Linked DNA regions of Zea mays: regions 2 and 3 are each linked to region 1. The links are chromatin contacts, called in public Hi-C maps. All regions are on one chromosome and are shown on one strand. Each heading gives the region's core, a stretch centred on a gene start, on an enhancer-like site or on the middle of the called end of the contact. The rest is flanking DNA. Distances are from core to core; before and after follow the strand shown.

The links. A called contact is a pair of places that touch in the nucleus more often than the background predicts.
Region 2: a Hi-C map of tassel shows a contact between it and region 1, with 2.5 times the contacts expected there. The contact joins the promoter of LOC100191533 here to the enhancer-like site in region 1. A contact is called at or near these places in 4 of 25 Hi-C or Micro-C datasets (ear, leaf and tassel).
Region 3: a Hi-C map of tassel shows a contact between it and region 1, with 2.1 times the contacts expected there. The contact joins the promoter of LOC100273996 here to the enhancer-like site in region 1. A contact is called at or near these places in 2 of 25 Hi-C or Micro-C datasets (leaf and tassel).

What each region holds. Positions count from the first base shown.
Region 1 is chr1:219,979,861-219,984,177 of Zm-B73-REFERENCE-NAM-5.0, reverse strand. It overlaps the pseudogene LOC109942112. Among protein-coding and RNA genes, the nearest start is that of LOC103643292, 98 kb to the right of the region's middle. Within about 2 kb of position 1,632, at least 15 of the 20 cell types and tissues checked have an H3K27ac peak or open chromatin away from gene starts, as enhancers often do. A contact at or near this core is called in ear, leaf and tassel, where this site is marked.
Region 2 is chr1:220,215,027-220,219,251 of Zm-B73-REFERENCE-NAM-5.0, reverse strand. It overlaps LOC100191533, which reads left to right and starts at 2,284. Exons shown (of 3, transcript NM_001367463.1): 1 at 2,284-2,519; 2 at 2,617-2,746; 3 at 2,874-3,724. The coding sequence starts at 2,387. The coding sequence ends at 3,576.
Region 3 is chr1:219,725,147-219,729,108 of Zm-B73-REFERENCE-NAM-5.0, reverse strand. LOC100273996 reads right to left here and starts at 1,913. Exons shown (of 11, transcript NM_001148382.1): 1 at 1,766-1,913; 2 at 1,513-1,657; 3 at 1,295-1,405; 4 at 1,143-1,203; 5 at 940-1,058; 6 at 528-613; 7 at 251-452. The coding sequence starts at 1,803.

The DNA.
Region 1 (4,317 bases), core at 383-2,882:
ATATATATATATATATATATATATATATATATATATATAAAGGGTCTGGATTTGATCTGCTAGCAGTAGCACAAGTTGGCACAGGCTATGAATCTCTCAGCAGTTACGTTGGTTCAGTAGATTTTCACATAAAAAATTCCGGACATCAGGTGGAAATAGTTAAGTTTAACCATTCGGTCTGAAAGATAAACTAGTTTATTTGAGGGGTTAAACAAGAATAGTTGGTTAGTTCGAAGCTGGAAATATTATGGAAATACAAAGAGATTATCAGAGCCATGCGAAAAATGTGATGAACAAAGAAAACTACATGTCAGCTGAATCATTTGAAGAAAAAAAATGAAATGAACACTGTTTATCTTTGCATCTCAATTTGCAGATAAAAAATCCACTTGTCGCGATCAGAGTCTCTACCGCCTCACATATATACTAGCTAGCTAGCTATCCTCTGCTCAAAAACGTCATGAATACTTTTTTAGACAGGAGTAAGTTAGGTACACGTACTGTCTCTGAGAATATAACATTATCTTTGAGAACACTGATGCAGGTTTGAACAAGCTAGCTAGAAACATAAAATGCCAAGAGCAAGAGGGCACTGGGAAAAAAGAAAGAAAGGCAAGATAGCCATTGAGATATGCTTGGGACAAAAATCCAGAAGAGACATCAGTACATCACCCCACACCGTACCTGCTATCTTTTTAACAAAACAACAAGGTCACATAAATTTACAACGTGAATAAACAATGAAATCAACAGTGTTCTTGCCGGTCTCAACTTTTTGCAGGAAGAGTGTTAGATCTTCGTCACATCACAGGCAAAGCAAGTCACACCACAAACAAGCTTTGGGTGTTGTCATCCTGTGCAATGCGAGAACCATAATAATAATAAATCCCGAGAAGAAACTAATTAAGTTGGACTGGAGACCTACAAGTTACCACTAATGATAGATATAGGAATCTTTCTCATTGTGCGATGGCATGTGATTTGCATTGGAAAAGGCCACGCAATGTTTGAACGGACGGTACCAATGGTGCCTGGAAAGGCGGTAGAAAAGGCTCAAAGGATCTGCTAGCTGGGGAAAAGCTGGTCGAAGTAGGATCGCTGCATCAATTAGCTTTTCCCGCTTGAAGACTTCAATCATGAACTGGGGGGGGGGGGGCTGTTTCAGTGCTTTGAGTAGTCCTAGGTCTGACAGTTGCTAAGGTTTCTTAGTGGCCAAGACACTTGAGCCTCGTCTGTTTGGTGTTTGTGACCAAAGATTATCATGCTAAAGATTTAGCAAGCCAAAGTTAGGTAAAAAAAATATCATAAATTTGATAAGCCAAATATGAGAGGTAAGATGGACTTTGGTGACCAGCCAAATTTAGGGCTTACCAAATCATTGAATCAAATAACTGAGGTTGTAACTTTATAAACCAATAGCATATGTATGCTACATGCTTTCATTGTGTTTTTGCCTTGTACTAAAACTGTGGATGATCAAAATAGTTGAAGGAAAACGCAACCAAAAAAAAACACCTTGCACTGGAAACTAGTGGGCCTTATTTTGTATTATGGACTGTATAACTGGGCTTGTACATAGGCCGCAGGGAGAGGATATACCGAGTGTTCAGTATCTCGTTGGGCTCTGTTTGGACAAGCATTTGCACTGCAATAGGGCAACGGAAAGGTTGTCGTAAAGTCAGCCCACACAGAAAGGTGTGCAGTATGCGTTTTCCTGAAAGATGTAAGTATTAAATTGAGTATGGTTCATTCCCTCGAAAGTGTTTCTTATTAAATAAGGCACAACGATAACTAAATATGTAAAATATAAATTTATTTTTAAAAGAAACTGTTTTTGTATTAGTATATTTTGCAACACTTTACATCCTACGTTTGATTTTTGGCTTTCTATTTTTTTTTTCTAAATGACTAAAAAAAGAGAAATGTATCGTAACTGTTTCAAAAGAGAAGATAGAGAAGTATGTTTTATAATTACTTCAAGTAGGTTTTATAGTTAGTTCAATCAAAACATCTTAAAGTAGCATAGAGCTCACAGAACCAAACAAGCTATTGGTCTAATTTGGTCTATTTATTCTTTGTATTGAAAAAGTCTAACTAACTCTTAAATATTGATGATTGTCTACATCACTCTCTCATCTATATAATTAGGTATCCTACCCCTTAAAGCATTAGAAACTTCAAAATAATCTACTGAGGTTGTTTGTTTTAAACATGGTTCTGCGGATTATATGGGTGGTGCGGTGGTGTCATGGTGATGAGTCAACAAATTGTTACTATATAATACTCTAATATATGATGGGTTAACTGCATAACCCATATAGCTACAAAACTTTATATTACAACTCTTAGTTCATTTAATAATGTTCAAATGATCTTTAGATGACTTATGATCGTTTTGACATAGTACATCGTACTAGCCCGAGCACATATACTTGGACATGAGTCTAACCATTGACTCCATCTTCCTAATTTTCTAGTTTATGCCCCACCGCCACCGAGGAGCGCATAGCCTCATGTAGTCATATTTTTCTGATCCATCTATCAACACTCCTCAATGTCATTGAGCTCATGCATCACATCTATGCTTTGAAAATTTTAAGCTGATGGAGAGATTACGTTGAGGCTCTCTCACCCTTCAGACTTAGAATATGAGCGATCAATGATTATTTTATTTAGTTGTGTTAACTAGGATTTGAACTTAAGACCTCTGATGTTGATATTATATTAAGTTGTATGCAACAACTAGTTCAACACAAAAGCATAGGGCTTGTTTGGATACATAAGGAATGGTGGGGATTTAGGGGCATATAATCCAAATAAGCCCTTAATATAACGAGGAGAGGTGGACAACTTGTACTAGTAAGGTGCTCGTGCTAACGATACAACAATTCTAAAAGACAATGAAGTGAATACACATTAAGAATTATGTCAAAAGTGATCAGGGTGAGGGGAGCAAAAAATATGAATCTTAAAATGATGATTAGTCTTTGTTTTGGTCTTGATGGGGGGGGGGGGGGGGACTTGAAGAATGAAAACCTTTCAGCCGCTTGCAGAGTTCGGTACTATATAGGGATATTGCTATGTTTGGCAGATCTATGGAACTAAAAGAAAACACAAATTTGTGAGAGATGTGCAAACATGTGGATAAATAGAAGAAAATTCTATTGCTTGGAAACCTATTTGCTACCTTGGAAGTATATTCTGATTGTGAATCTGAATATTTGCTTGAATTTCACGACTTATGTTAATGCATAATGTCTTCATTTTAAGATATGCATCAGATATAGTCATAGTGTCTGTAAGAAGGCTGTCGTTATTGCTTGATAATTATTCATCTGTCTCCTCATATGCCTCCTGTACTTTTTTTGCAGCAACAGTCTATAAAAGAGTTTCTTTATATTATTGCCTTTGAAAAAGAATCAGGGGAAAACAAAGACTAATCGTCACTTTTGCTCCCCCTCGTCACTTTTGTGTGTGTTGACTGTGGACGTGTGGAGTGTGGACGTAGGGATGAGAGAGCGCCGGACACGGACGTACGGAGGGGCAGATCACCGTAGCCGTGTTGGGCGTAGTAGGGGAGATTGGAGAGCAGTGTCTCGTTGATGTCGAACACCCAGGCATCGCGTCCATCGGTGCCGACCAGTGTGCTGGCGCGCGTGTAAGCGACTCACTCCCGTGCCACGAGGTCGAGGTCATATTTGGTTCGCGGCTAACTGAACTAACCTTAGGTAGAAAAAGCTAGGCAAAGTGTGACAACTTAAGCAACAAATCAAACATGCCCGCACATGCGGCACACATTTTTGTGGCACTGCCACCTATGGCGCAAGGTTGTTGGCCTCGCTCACGAGTCACCAGCTGGCACAACACACGTCCATCGGCACAACGTCGGGCTCGTCCCTGTCCCACGTCGACGGGAGCTCGATGATGAGCGGGCGCGGCAGGAGGTGTTGTGTGTCTGGCACTGCCTCAGACGCGCCCTGCACGAGGTTCGCCTCTGCCTTAGTGGAGAAGCTCCAGTGGCGAGGGGCATGACCAACAGGAGAAAGAGGAATAGTGTAGCGACTAGGTGGGCGTGGCCACCGCGCGCCATGTCCTGGCTTGCTATCGCCATGTGGGGGCGGGGCATCGCGGATGATAACAGTGGAGGAGTAGGGAGTTGTGGCTAGGGCTTTTAGAATTGCAGTGGTGTGGAGGAAGGAGATGACATGGCTCGTCGTAGTGGTTATGGCGATTGTTGGAGCGAAGGCGAAGACGCTACCCTTCGCTCCAGGCCTTCGTCACCTCGCTGCACCAACGAAAGCAAGATGACCGGCGCAG
Region 2 (4,225 bases), core at 1,035-3,534, 230 kb before region 1:
TTTTTAGTTTCAACCATCTTCATAGATAGATATGCAATATCTTCACAAGTACCAAAAGCAGCATGCCTTCGCACGTGGACAATGTATGTCTCAAGTTGCTCTCTTAATATTGCACATTCAATAACTGAAAAATCCTTATCATATAGAGTACCAAGTCGAACAAGTTTCTCTATATCAAAATCGCAAAATAAGTTCTTTGGATCGAGGCAAGAAAAGCAAACAAGCAACTCGCTAGAAACTTTTAAAGTGATGGCATAACTCAGTGTTGACTAAGTCAGTACCTGTGCGTTGTAACGGGGATATATAATATCTCGATAACTTATATATGCATGTATGTGTTATATAGTTATAGTTATGAGATAACTATATAATCGCTCCGTGTCCTACTACATGCGCGCGCACGTTTCGTCGCAGTTTCGTATTCTCATTATTTCCAGACAGCAAATAATCGAGGAACGAAGAAAAAAAACCACGTACGCGGCGGATTCATGCGAATTACGCCTAGATGATAATAGCTTTTCGCTAGCAATGGTCGGCTGGACAATTCCGCATCGTTCGCCACGGCCGCGTAAATAAAACACACAACACGATCAGACCAAAAAGTTCTGTTGCTGATGTTAGTTTAACCGAGGACGCTATGCCGAGTGCGGCAATCAGCAAAGAGTTTGTCGAGTGCTTTTGGTTTTTTGAGAGTCGGAAAAGAAGCTGTCTCCGGTAGTGCATGATAATTTTAGCTCAGTCGTGAAAGGAGAAAGAAAAATGGAAACATATCCTATGCATAAGACTGAGTTCGTTCATCAATCATCGGCTAATGTGTTTTATAAGAACTATCTTTCACGCTCTTCATCCCATTCCATGCCCAGTTATATATTTGAAAAAAACTAGTTTAGGAATAAGTGGATTAGAGGGAATTGAAGGAGATTTTAGCCCGAGCTTGTTCGGTTAGAAGTGGATTGAGGGGTATTCGAGTGGACTAAATCCCAATTTGTATAGGAGGGGGATTTAATCCCCTCAATTTACTTCTAACCGAACAAGCCTTTAGGGCCCGTTCGTTTCTGCTGAAACAGACCAGGATTAATTCCAAATCTCTAAAGCTTATATATAGTAATTATTGAAAGAATCCAAGTCAGATTTATTCCACCCCTTCGTTCTATGCGAAACGAACAGACCCTTAAGGTATGTACAGCTACGAAAGAATTGAGGGGATCAAATCCAATCCTATTTAAAATTGAATAAAAGAAGATTTAATCTCCCTTAATTCCATATGATTCTTATGCCTTAAACGGCGTTCGATTGCATCTGGATCGAAGAGGATTGAGGGGGTTTAATCCCTTCAATCCAGACGCAATTGAATCAAACCTTAGAGTTTGTTCGGTTGCAAAATAATTAGAGGGAATTAGATCTCTTTGTACTCAAAATTAATCCCTCTCAAACCCCTTCGATTCGAAGTCCCTCTCCCTGCTCCCAAATAAGACCTACACAGGTTCAACCGAATGTTGTTGAACGAATAGTACGGATTAAACTTATAAATTTGTACGTTAAGGTGATCTTGTATATGACAAGGCAGCGGACGGCTGTAGGCTTTGCAGTGCAGCACTTGCAATTGCAACGCAAGCATAAACGGACCCATGAGCAGAAGCTCATCAGACGGGCCCGCCCGCCTCAGGGCGCCACGTGGTAGGTTATTGAACCAACCAACGGTGCTGACGGCCGCCCGGGCCCCGCCGCTCAGGTTCATGGATTCGACGACGTCACACTTACGCACGCAAGCTGCTAACCACTACCACGACATCCCTTGTTTTTGTGAAATACTAGCATATAGATCTCAGTAGTAAGCGGTTTGACCGCGACGGCGACAACGACGGCGATAGTGGCGCGAGGAAGGTGCCGGCTGCGGTGACAAGAGTGAGATGTAGGGGCGGGGTCGTAGGAGAGACAAGAGATGAGCGATGAAGGATGATTTAAATAATATTGATTATCATATTTGATTGATTAAGGGAGGATGAGTTATCCAGTAATCTGATCTGTTGATTTTAATAGTATATTAAATCTGGCTACAATTTATTGAGTGAGTTTTGCAAAGTTTAAACTGTTAGATTATATAATGGTATAGATAGATAAATAGCGTGGTCGATGGATCACGCATAGTCGACGCATGACATGCATTACGGTTAATAGTATATCTATGTACGTGCATGTCCTCTCCCATGCTCCGCCCCGTTGCCTTATAAAGGCACGCAGCAGGACGGAACTGCACTGCACCTCGAGCACCCCCCGGCCCGTCGTCTACAGTCTACAGCACACATCGCAGCAGCTCGCGACCATCGTCCATCCGCTCAATTGTGATCGATCGAGCTGCGAGCCCATCGCCTCTAGCTAAGCTACCATGGGTCGGCAGCCGTGCTGCGACAAGGTGGGGCTGAAGAAGGGGCCGTGGACAGCGGAGGAGGACCAGAAGCTCGTCAGCTTCATCCTCGGCAACAGGCAGTGCTGCTGGCGCGCCGTGCCCAAGCTTGCCGGTGCGTATCTATCTATCTATGTACGTGCATGCTCGATCGATCGTCGCAGCTTTTGTCATGACGAGAGAAGCTTGTCGCGCGTTGCCATGCCATGCAGGGCTGCTGCGGTGCGGGAAGAGCTGCCGGCTGCGCTGGACCAACTACCTGCGGCCGGACCTCAAGAGGGGCCTGCTCTCCGACGCCGAGGAGAAGCTCGTCATCGACCTGCATGCTCAGCTCGGCAACAGGTGCCATGCATGCATTGCATACCCCCACTTCTGAAAATGAACTGTGTTCTGTATCTATCTTAGATTACATATTTGAAGGAAAATAAGCTTAGTTTTCTTTTTTTTTAATGTTCTTAAAAAATGTTAGGTGGTCAAAGATTGCGTCGCACATGCCAGGACGAACGGACAACGAGATTAAGAACCACTGGAACACCCACATCAAGAAGAAGCTCAGGAAGATGGGGATCGACCCCCTCACCCACAAGCCCCTCCCGCCGCCTGATCCGCATCCGCCGAAGGACCACCAGAGCCCACCGCACACCGCCACAGGTGGCTCGCCGGAAGCGCCGCCATCTCCGTCGCCGAAGCCTCCACAGGAGAAGACGGCAGTACCGGTGATGACGCCAGCTAGCCAGCAAGAAGCAGGTGACGATGACGTGCCGCTCCTCAGCAACTACTACCCAGGCTTCTGCACCGACGAGGTACCCATGATGGACCCGGACGAGATCATGGTGCCTCTGGACGACGGGCGGACGGCGCCGCCGACGTCGACGATTTTCTCGACCACGACCACGACGTCCTACTCTGCAGCCTCCGACTCCGTGTCGTCGTCCTTGAGCCGCGACGAGGACCCGCTGTTCCCGCTCATGGACTTGGAGTTCCCCGACATCGCGTTCCAGATGGGGCTACTAGACGACATGGTCGCGTCGTGGGACGACTCCTTGGCGCAGCAGCCGCTGTCGCCATCCCCTGTCTACGACGACGACTATGCAAACCAGCTGCAGATCAGGAGCGGCGTTGCGTTTGACCAGGAGCCAGGGAACAAGATTGTGCTCTTCTCTAGCTATTAGGCAGTTAACCCCTTTAATAAATGAGATATGCACCTCCTTACACCTTACTGGTCACTGCACTAAACTAGCAAATTACTCCGACACGACGGTTGTTCATTCTGTTAACTGCAACTGCTTTCTAGTTATATAATCAAGATTTGTTAAACCATTCCAAGATGGGTGATAATCACATAATACGCCAAATAGCGCTAGCTGTTTTCTATGGGTGTGTGGTGCCTATTGCGTTTTCCAGTAGTAACCATATGTGAGGATTGGACTACGAAATCCTTTTAGTCTCGATTTTTTTAGTAAACCCGTATTAAAGGAGGGATTATTATCAGGTTAGACAACTAAAATTAAATAAAATCTTTAGTCCTTGTTAATAATACCAAAATTAACTAAGGAATTACTCGGTTGCGTCTATATCGAAGGGTTAATTTCTCTCTAGTTAAAATTGAATAGAGTGAAATTTAATATTCCTCAACCCTCTCACGCAACTAAACAAGGTCTAAAGAATTTTTCTATTCAATTTTTTTTATAGTTTTCTTATTTAATTACTTTAAATTTTAAGTTTTTCCTTTATATATAATCTGTGTGAACATATAAGTTTCTCGACCATATATATGCATATATAGATGTACATTTTTGGTTACTCGTGTTTTATTCCTGT
Region 3 (3,962 bases), core at 664-3,163, 260 kb after region 1:
AACATAGTATTCCTAGTGTGCAATGACAATAAGTGGAAGGCCCCAAAAGGATGAAGCTTGTTAGCTAAATGAAAGCTGAACCAATGAGAGATCGAGCTTGGGGAAAAAGAACTAAGTTTAGAGGGGAAAAATATCTTGGTTTGTCGTCCTTAAAATAAGCTCATTTGGCAATAGCTTGTGAAAGTCACTGATGACAAACTAATTCCAAAACGTGTCAGAAAAACAAAGAAAAGGAATCAATCTGACTCACCAGTGAGAGATCAGATAGTCCTTCAACGCGTATAGGGTGTGATCTTGGTTGGGTATCTCCAGTCCCCAGCTGACCATACTCATTATTACCCCATGCCCACAAAATTCCATCCTCTGTGAGTGCCAAATTATGGAATGCACCTACAGCAATGACCCTCACTTTCTCAAGGCCTTGCACGCGTACTGGTGTCGATATTTGCTTGCTGAGAGAAGACACATGATCAACAGTAGATTCAAGAAGAAAATAAAAAAAGATATTTCATCATAAGGCCCCATACATATCACCAGGAGGCCATGGCTGTCCCCATGTCCAAACGTGACCTTCTTGAGTCAAAACCACTGAATGTGTCCCTCCAGCAGCTACCTAGAATTAGCAAATGAATAAGCAAGCCAAAAGCTAACAAACTGAAATCATGAGTACAGCACCCAAAAGTTGCCGCATCATTTCACGACAGGAATAATTCATTTGAGCTATAGACACTACAACTGTCCGGTTCCATCATACAAACTATCTTATATGTGGTTTGTGATCAGACTACTTCCTTAGCAACAAAGCATATGCTAAAGTGACAACATGATCCAAAATTAGTTGGATTCCTTCCAACCAACGCACTGAACCAAAATTGGAAAAAAAAAATCCAAAAACATTTCCACACTACTTGCACAACGCTCGAATCCAATTCCACTCACTTGCCGGACTTTGAGCTTGGGTGCGCACCGCTGTGGGGTCGGGATGTCCCTCCTGAGCGCCCTCGTCCCGTCCTCCTTCCTCTCAGGCTCCTCACCGCACTGCCCGTACTCGTTTCCCCCTGCACAATCCATGCACATTGCATCAAAGCAAGTAAGCAACCAGAAACCAGTCACGGAAAACGCAGGGAAGCGAGTGCCCCTACCCCAGGCGTAGGCGTGCCCATTGTCGTCAACTGCAAGGCAATGCCACCCACCAATCGCCGCCTGAATGAACCAAGGAAACCATAGGCAGAGCCTCTTCCGTCAGCAGCACACGGACATGAACCTCGCAGGGTAAAGCGGAACTGAGGCGCACCTGGACGATCTTCAACCCCGCGAGGGCGTGGACGGGGCCAGGGGAGCTCTCCGTCTTGGTCTTCGGCGGGTGCCCGAGCGTGCCGCGCTGGTTCCACCCCCAAGTGAAGAGCTGCGCACGGCAAGGAACCCCAGCCCAAGCAATCGGGTCAGAACAGAAGCTCTCCAGGAAATGAACAAGCACGATCAACAGGCAACGGGTTGGGGAAGGGGACGCACGCGGCCGTCTTCGCAGATGGCGAGGGAGTTGCGGCTACCGGCTACGACGGCGGTGACGGCGTAGGAACCGAGTGCCTCCACGCAGTGTGCCCAGTCCTTCTCCTCGTTCCCGCCCATGCCAAGCTGCCCGTCCTCCCCGGAACCCCTGTACAAAACGAGAACCAGAGCAATCAGTGGCCCGCCGCGACGCGAGAAACGGAGTTGCCCGCCGCGCCCCTCGCGCACGAGAGAGAACGCGCGAGAGTGAGCGCACCACGCGAGGACCGCGGTGGCGCGGGGCGGGGCAGCCATGGCGGTGGCGGCGCTCGGTGTCGGCGCTCGGTGTCGGCGGGAGCCAAGGAACACGGGGCAGCAAGCAGCCGACGCACGCGGTGTGGCGCCGCGGTGGATGTGGGTTTTCGTGCGCGCAAGACAAGCGCCCCGCGTGCGTGGCTTTTGTGGCTATGATTTGGGCTCTCTCTTCTGCCGCGGGCCCGCGGCCGTGTCATCTGCTGCAGGAAAAGGATGGCAGAGGCAGGGGCAGCGGGCAGCCCTATCTTTCTGGGCGTCTGTCCGGTCCGTGCGGCGTGAGCGTGACCTGTGGTCATGGGTTTTTGTGCTCGGCGCAATACTAGTAGGGTTTTTCTTTTAACTTTTCGTGGCATCCTGGTGGTTCCATCGTTCCGCCCACGTCTCGATGAGTCACGCAAGTGATCTGCAAAGATTCTTGTCAGGCGTGTTCAGCCCTCGTCTAGCGTCACATACACCGTATGATTGGATGGGTGCTTGTGCGCAGCCTGGCTCACATACGCGTTTGACATCCTAAATACAATGAATTAAATATGTGCTGACTCATAGTCAATTCATGTGAAGAATCTGGGTCTCCTAATGCAGACAACCAAACATATAGATAGTGAACTTATCATGATAGACTCTTTAAACTATATAAAAATTTTATGATATATATAAATATATATATACGCTAATTTTATTTGTAAAATAAAAACAAATACATTGATATATTTAATTTAACATGTCAAATAATTATCGAGAAATAAAGTTGACCAAAATAATAATATATTTGTATCTTGGAGCTATTATGATTACCATAACGAAGAACAAAACTTAATCACATTCATTGCTTCTCATAAAAAAGATACTTTTTCGAGCATTTCTTGATGCAAAATCATTATTGGAATCAATAGTGTCCAAGATATCCTTCTCAATACAGTACATAGCCAAGCCATTCAACCTTTACAGTGATATAGCTGATCTCAGATAGTCCTTCAACAACTTCAATTTTGAGAAATTTCTTTCAGCCAAACATACAGTCACAGGTACGTTTAAGAGAATTCGATAGGCAATTGTAACATTTGGATAGCAATCTGCATCCATAACAAACTTTAGAACCTTAGGCGCTAGCATCGAAGAATTTGGGGGGCCGCCTGTCAGGGGGAGGGCGGACATGCGGGCGCACGCGCGCGCGAGGCTTAGATGGGCCGAGCTGGGCTGGTTGGGCCAAATTGGTTTTTCCCTTTTTCCTGGAATTTCTAATGGCTTTTCTATTTATTTTCTCTAGGGTTTCCAAATCAAATTCAAACCAAATGCAAATTCAAACCCTTTCAAACATGTGCATCAAACAAAAGAATAATTTAGGCTCAACATAATGCAACATTTCATGACTCACATTGTTTTAACAAAATAAATACTTAATCCCTATCCTAATTAACTTAATTCTAATCAAAAGAAAGAGAGGGAGAGACTAAAGAGAGAGCAAGAGATAACACCTGAATTTGGTAGATATTTAGAAAGAAATTTTATACACCAAATTCAGGGTGTTACAAGTTCTCCTCCGAGTACGATGGCTCTCCTCCGCCGGCATACCCCGCGGCGGCGTCCGATGACTCGGGCGATTCCATGGGGCTGTCGGTGGCCGAGCGGGCCTACATCCGATCCATCGAGCGAGCAGGGATCAGGGGTCGGATGACTCGGAGGGGGAGGACTCCTTGGAAGACTCCGAGCAGGAGGTCGGCAGCAGCGACGACGATGGGGGCGGTGCCAGCCATGGCGCGGATGGTGGCGACGCTAGCGGCGGCGATAGGAGCGATGGTGACGATGGTGGCGGCAACGACAATGTCGGTGGCGATGTGCCACTGGCATAAATAATAGTATAGTGTAGTAGTATGTAGTAGGTAGTGGTAGTGGTAGTGGTGGTAGTAGTAGTAGAAATGGAAATGGTGATGAAGGAGTGAGGGATGACAGGGTCGGTTCATAATGAGCCAGCCCTTCCCTTTGTAACGACCTCTTTCTAATGAATGAAATGTGGTTGTTGTTCTTAGTATCTTCTGTTCTATTCAACTTGTTCCGCCTGATCAATCCAATTGAGTGAACCCAACTGACAGGCTTTACTGACAGATCCGACTGATAACTTCGACTAGTGAATTCGTCTGATAGGCCCAACTAACAAATCC